Regions from separate parts of the Oryctolagus cuniculus genome. Here region 2 is linked to region 1. A link is a contact called in public Micro-C data. All regions are on one chromosome and are shown on one strand. The core of a region is the stretch at or near the end of the contact, and the rest is flanking DNA. Distances in the headings are between cores, read along the strand shown.

What was found. Hi-C and Micro-C count contacts between places; a contact is called where the count stands out from the background.
Region 2: a contact with region 1 is called in a Micro-C map of ear pinna, with 4 times the contacts expected there. The contact joins the enhancer-like site here to the promoter of STX6 in region 1. A contact is called at or near these places in 2 of 6 Hi-C or Micro-C datasets (ear pinna and skin fibroblasts).

Annotation. Positions count from the first base shown.
Region 1 is chr13:104,843-107,984 of mOryCun1.1, reverse strand. STX6 (syntaxin 6) reads left to right here and starts at 1,609. Exons shown (of 8, transcript XM_051841021.2): 1 at 1,609-1,861. The coding sequence starts at 1,827.
Region 2 is chr13:147,959-151,100 of mOryCun1.1, reverse strand. No RefSeq gene overlaps it. Among named protein-coding and RNA genes, the nearest start is that of IER5, 8.3 kb to the right of the region's middle. Within about 2 kb of position 1,685, at least 5 of the 8 cell types and tissues checked have an H3K27ac peak or open chromatin away from gene starts, as enhancers often do. A contact at or near this core is called in ear pinna, where this site is marked.

The DNA of each region.
Region 1 (3,142 bases), core at 360-2,859:
ATGTGTTCCACAGCAGGCTTTCCCACACTTGATCCAGGTGATCCTCAGAGGGGCAGGCTGGCCGTGCTGTGTTCCTGGTGGAGTGGGGGCCGCTCCCTCGGTCCATCCTGGCACCTGCGGTGGGGCGAGGTTTCCTTGTGTCTGTGCGAGTCGCCTTGCAGGACCGAGGAGTCTCCTCCCACCACTGCTCTCCCGGCTGTGAGGCTCACTGGGTGCCTGAGGCGCTTTTGTAAGCACCTCAGGACTCCCAGGAAGGCTTGGAACCCCCAGAGAGGCTCAGAGGTGACAGCCTGGGGAGCTCCGTCATTCAGAGCACTCCCCATCCCTGCGCACTGTACCCCCAAGCACAGTGGACGGCAGCCAGGGGAGGCCGCCATCACCATGCCATCACCATGCCGGCTGACGCTCGCATCTTCTGCTGGTCGGCCCAAGCCTGGCTCAGGACAGGGCCCGCAGCACCTGTCAGACGCCCATCCTGCCCTGCGGATGCCCCAGTCCCCATGGCCTCGGGAGTGTCCAGGTACTTAGCATGGCCCCAGGCCGCCATCCTACTCCTGCTCCAGCCAGACTTGGGGGGCTCCACACCCCAGCCTGCTTCCCCTGTGCCTGCCCCTCCCGGCTTGCACACAGAGCCCCTGTGTCTATGGCAGCCGCCGCCTTCGCTTCGTGCCCTGTGTGCACCTGCCCTCTGCGGGCCTTGGGGGCAAGGAACCAGCCCCCTGCTCCCGTGCCCACGCCTGGTGGCTCTCAGCACTGCTCACACATGGACGGGATGCTTCTGAGAGCGTGGGGAAGGCAGGCGGTGACCACTTCACTACCCAGAACAGGACGGGGAGACAGCACGCTGCCCAAGACCGCACAGGTGAGAAGTGTGTGTGTGGGGGGGAGGGGCTCTGAACTCCACAGGGGAGTCCATCCACGACCACGCGGTTGCTGAACACGCGGACCCCTCCCAGGTCTCCTGCACAACTCCTGCAGCAGCTGTGCGCCGGCCGCACTCCCTGCCTCCTCGGGGTTCTGCGGTCTAACATGCATCTTGATTTACTGCTCAGAGCGGCTCGGAGCGAGAGGCCAAGTGCACAAGTGACCCTGGGCAGGTCACTTGGGGGTGCCAGGGTGACCGCTGCGCGACCCCGGAGAAGCCCATCGGCTGCCCACCCCACTGCTGCCCACGCCGGGGGTCCAGCCCCGAGGAGCGCCGCGCGCCAGGGCAGCTGCGGGGCCGGCGCAGGCCGATGGCAGGTACGAGCAGCTGTACAGCAGGTCTCCGACGAGCACTGAGGCACAGGGAAAGTGAGACGGCTGTACGGAGCACGCAGCCCGCGGAGCCCGAACCAGTGATCTTCCCCCAGGCGCGGACTGCCTGGCCGCAGAGGCCCGCCCCCACCACGCCGAGCCCCGCCCATCACGCCGGGCCTCGCCCATACAGGGCCCCGTCCCCACCACGCCGGGCCCCGCCCATACAGGGCCCCGCCCCACCACGCCGGGCCCCGCCCACGTCTGGGCTCTGCCGCCGGGCCCCGGGGCGCAGTGCGCAGGCCCCGACGGTGAGAGGCGGGACGTGGCCTGTCACGTGGGAGCGGTTGCGGACGCGATTGGCTGCGGCCGAGGGCCCGTGGGCGGAGTCAGGCCGGTGGCTGAGTCGGGTTCTGCCGGTGGCGCCGCCGAGAGCTGGGCCCGCGGCGTCCGGCGCACCCCACGCGCCCCCGGCCTCGCCTGCACCCAGCTCGGGTGCCCTCGCCCCGGCCTCCGCTCGGGCCACAGGCCGGGCACGGCCGCTGCAGGAGCCGGTGGGCGCGCAGGGGCGAGGCGGCCGGGCGGACGCCATGTCCATGGAGGACCCCTTCTTTGTGGTGAAAGGGTGAGTGTGGTCGGCGCTGTGGCCAAGGCGCGGCGGGTGGGCGCCGCCGGGCTGCGGGAGGGAGCGGCGCGCGAGTGCGGCCGGCGGGGTGCTCGGCGGGGGCTCGACGCGGTCCCGGCCAGCCCCTCGCTCGCCTCCCGCGGGGTGACAGGTGTCGGTCGCGGCTGCTGCCTGGCTCGGACGCCACGCCGTGTGCAGGTGGACACTCCGGACGCACGGCGTATCACACCGAAGCAAGGTGGTTCTGAGCCGCAGCTTTTAAAAATCTGGGTTTATTTGAAAGGCGCAGCATCAGAGCGAGCGTCCATCGCCGGCTGGCCCCTCGGATGCCCCCAGAGCAGAGGCCGGGCCGGGCTGCAGCCAGGAGCCCAGCGGGTCTCTGCCGTGAGGGGCGGCCCTCCGCGTCCCGGCTGCGTGGGCAGGAAGCTCCGTGGGGACACCCGCGCCCCGGCTCCTAGTGAGCCGTTTTTAAAAGATTTATTTATGTATGTGAGAGGTAGAGTTACAGAGAGAGGGAGACACACACACACACACACACAGGGAGAGGGAGAGAGAGAGAGAGGGAGGGAGGGAGGGAGACAGACAGACACACACACACACACACACACGGGGGGGGGGGAGACAGACAGACAGACAGACAGACATTCACTCCCCAGATGGCCACAACAGCTGGGCTGTGCCAGGCCAAAGCCAGGAGCTTCTTCCGGGTCTCCCACGCGGGTGCAGGGTTCCAGGCACTTGGTTCATCTACGGCTCTCCCAGGCCACAGCAGGGAGCTGGGTCGGAAGTGGAACAGCCGGGATAGAAGTGGCGCCCCTGTGGGATGCCAGCGTTGCAGGTGGCTTTTACTGGAGTTTAGGAAAACCCTAGATTGCCATGCCGCGTTGACATTTCCTGGATGGGGGTCAGCACAGTCCGTCAGGGCCGTGGGCTTGTCTGACTTTTCCCAGGCGTAGCTCATGTCCTCTAGGTGCTGCCGGAAGAGGACTCAGCGCCTCACCAGCCACGTGGTGTCGGTGTTGGTGGCACCTATTAGGTGCTGATGTGGAAATCAGGGATGCCTAAATTATTGCCTCAGCTCAGGACCTTCTGGTCTAACCTGGGCAACAAATCACCCCCTAAACTAAGTACAGATAACAGGTGGAAGGCCAGAGAAAGGCAACTCCTTAGCAATTCTTAGGATGGAAAAGCTTCTAGGAGTAGAAGTGAGGTTCTTAAAATATTTATTTCCATTTTATTGGATAGACAGCAAGATCTTCCATCCACTGACTCACTCCCCAA
Region 2 (3,142 bases), core at 436-2,935, 43 kb before region 1:
TGTGATGAAGGGAAGCAGGGCTCGGGCCCTCCAGATTCCACTGAGGGGGAGTCACTTAGCTCTCCTTGTGGGTACAGTTTGCATGCTTCTGTTTATCACATCTCTAATCCAAACACCGTCTGGGGGAGAAATAGGGCCCCCACAGGGCGTCTCCCAGGTTCCAGGGCCCCTCTGAGCCTGGGTCGGTGACCTCAGCAATGCCATCTGTCCCCTCCACCTCGCTGGCTTGAACTCTGTGTACTTCCCAGTGGGTTCTAGGAGAGGAGGAGGGGACAGGCAAGGCCACAACTCCCAGAGCAGCCAGGGTCCGGCAGCCTGAGAACCGGGGAGTGGGTGAACGAGCAGTGAGCAGCAGAGCCCAAACTGGGCCTCCCGCCCCTGCTGGGGACGGCCGCCTCCCCCCGGCTCCTGGAGGCCCGTGCACCGCCTGTGCCTTCAGCTGCTGGGCAAGCGTGGCTGATCCCAGCAGCAGCCATTTTCCCAGGGTGACCGTATTGTGAGAAGGGTAGGGCGTCAGAGGGTCCTCTGTCCTCCGTGGGGAGGAGGGGTAACTCAAGTTTGTTTCTCAGAAATCACAGGAAGCCCAGCTGGGCTGCAGGAAGTGTGGGGTCCCACCTGCTGCTCTGAACCGGCCCCGCCCCACCCGCTCTGGAGACCAGGGCAGATCTGCCATGCAAAAGCTTCCACGGAGTTGAGATTAATATCCAGCACTTATCTAAACAGAGTACAACTTGGTCAGGATGGGGAAGTAAGGAATTTTAGGAAAGTTACTAATATGCACACAAGGGGTTGGTGCTGTGGCATCCCCAGTTAAGCTGCTGCCTGTGACGCCAGCATCCCATATGGGGTTCAAGTCCCAGCTGCTCCACTTCCCATCCAGCTCCCTGCTGATGGCCTGAGAAAGCAGCAGACATGACCCAGGTGCTTGGGCCCTGCACCCACACGGGAGACCTGGAAGAAGCTCCAGGCTGCAGGCTGGCCCAGCCCTGGCCGTTGAGGTCGTTTGGGGAGTAAACCAGCAGATGGAAGACTCTCTCTCTCTCCTCCTCCTCCTCCTTCTCTCTCTAACTCTGCCTTTCAAATAAATAAAATTAAAAAAAAAATATGCACATAAATCACAACAAAAGGCGACCACAACAGATGCCTCAGAGGCGCCACCGTGGGGCCACTTCCTGCCCGCTGGCTGGCCGCTGCTTCTCCTTGCCTCCAGTTTTTCTTCTCTCACTCAGTTGTCTGTTTTTTAGCCAGTGATGGATCTTAAAAGCCTTCCTCAGCTCCCCCCCAACACAGCACCCCCAGCCGGGATGATCCCCCTTAGTTATACTCATTCTCCACCAGAGGGAAGCACTTGTCATCCAGCGACCCCTGCTCTCTGGCCCCAGGGCCTTCGCACAGCGGCTTCAGCTACCTGGAATGGTTCCTCCCTTACTGCCCACTTGGCCCACTCCAGCACGGCTTGGGGCTCAGCACGGAAACAGCGCCCTCTTCCCATCACCCTCCCCTAACACCCTTCCCGGGTTAGGCACCCCTCGTAAATATCCCCGCGTCCGGTCTCAAGTGGAGCGATGATGACCAGCTGCTCACCCGCCTCTGGACACGGAACCTGGTGCCCGGCTCAGCAGAGTGCAGAGACAGCAGGAAGTCACAGAGGCTTCTGAGTCAGAGGCTGCTGACATCACTGGAGCCGTATGCGGCTGAGTGTTTTCTTGTCACAGCTGAGGTTGGAGGAAGTGAAGTGTTGGGGCAGAGAACAGACTGAAGGAACGCGTTTACAGTAAAAATGAAGATGGTGACGGTGGGACCTGGAAAACAACAGCGGAAGTGACCACAGTGGAGCGGCACCGCTCCTACAGCACTTGTGCTGGCAGCGCGGGGAGGGGGCCGGGCCAGGCTGTGCTGGCAGCGCGGGGAGGGGGCCGGGCCAGGCTGTGCTGGCAGCGCGGGGAGGGGGCCGGGCCAGGCTGTGCTGGCAGAGGGGGCGGGGGGGAGGGCGGGGCCAGGCCAGGCTGTGCTGGCAGCGCGGGGAGGGGGCCGGGCCAGGCTGTGCTGGCAGAGGGGGCGGGGGGGAGGGCGGGGCCAGGCCAGGCTGTGCTGGCAGCGCGGGGAGGGGGCCGGGCCAGGCTGTGCTGGCAGAGGGGGCGGGGGGGAGGGCGGGGCCAGGCCAGGCCAGGCTAGGCCAGGCTGTGCAGCCCTGGCTCCCGGGCTGGGCCCGCATAGTCAACCAAAAGTCAGAAGGCACCAGATGAAGGCGCCGGTGGCTGCAGGAGAAACAAGATGGAGCTGTCTGTTTTTAGAAACAGCTGCAGCTATTCAGGACAGAAAGCAAAAAAGGCCAGAGGAAGCTTTGGGCTCCAGTCGAGCTGTGTCCTGGGGTGGTCTGGGCATCCCCTTCTCGCAGAACACCGTGAAAAGGCACAGGGGTGGTGTTGCTTTGCACTCTCACAACTTCGGGGTGAGAGGACCCCAACACCACGCAGAGCTGCTCCTCCCCATGTTCCCAACAACTCTCTCCACCTGACAGGGGCACAAGCTAGGGTTAGGGTCCACTCCGTTTTCCTAGTCTCACATTCCTCCTGGTCTGAGTCTGGAGTTACTTTATCTTGTTTCCCTTTAAACCATCACAGCCATCTGTGTCTCCTGCCCACTCTTACTTTCATCTCCTTACCCGACTGCCCAGCTTCTTCCTTGTCCTCGCAGCACCCAGGGCCCCCGTGCTAGACAAGCCCCAACCTGCCGCCAGCCTCAGACTAACCTGGCACAGTACCGAAAGCGGCAGATGTGGCAGGGAGGGAGGGCGGAGAAAATTTCTCACCACGAAACCACCGTCATTCATAACTGGCTTTCCAAATAAGAGGCGGTGTGTGTGCGTGACAGAGAGAGAGCAGTGAGCACACGTGTGCATTTTCTGCGGCAAGGATGCCAAATCCTGTCTTGCTCATAACGCATGCTAAAATGCCAGATTTTTTTTTTTTTTTTTTTACAGGCAGAGTGGACAGTGAGAGAGAGAGAGACAGAGAGAAAGGTCTTCCTTTTGCTGTTGGTTCACCCTCCAATGGCTGCTGTGGCCAGCGTACCGCACCGCACCGCATTGATCCAAAGCCCAGAGCCAGGTGCTTCTCCTGGTCTCCCATGGGGTGCAGGG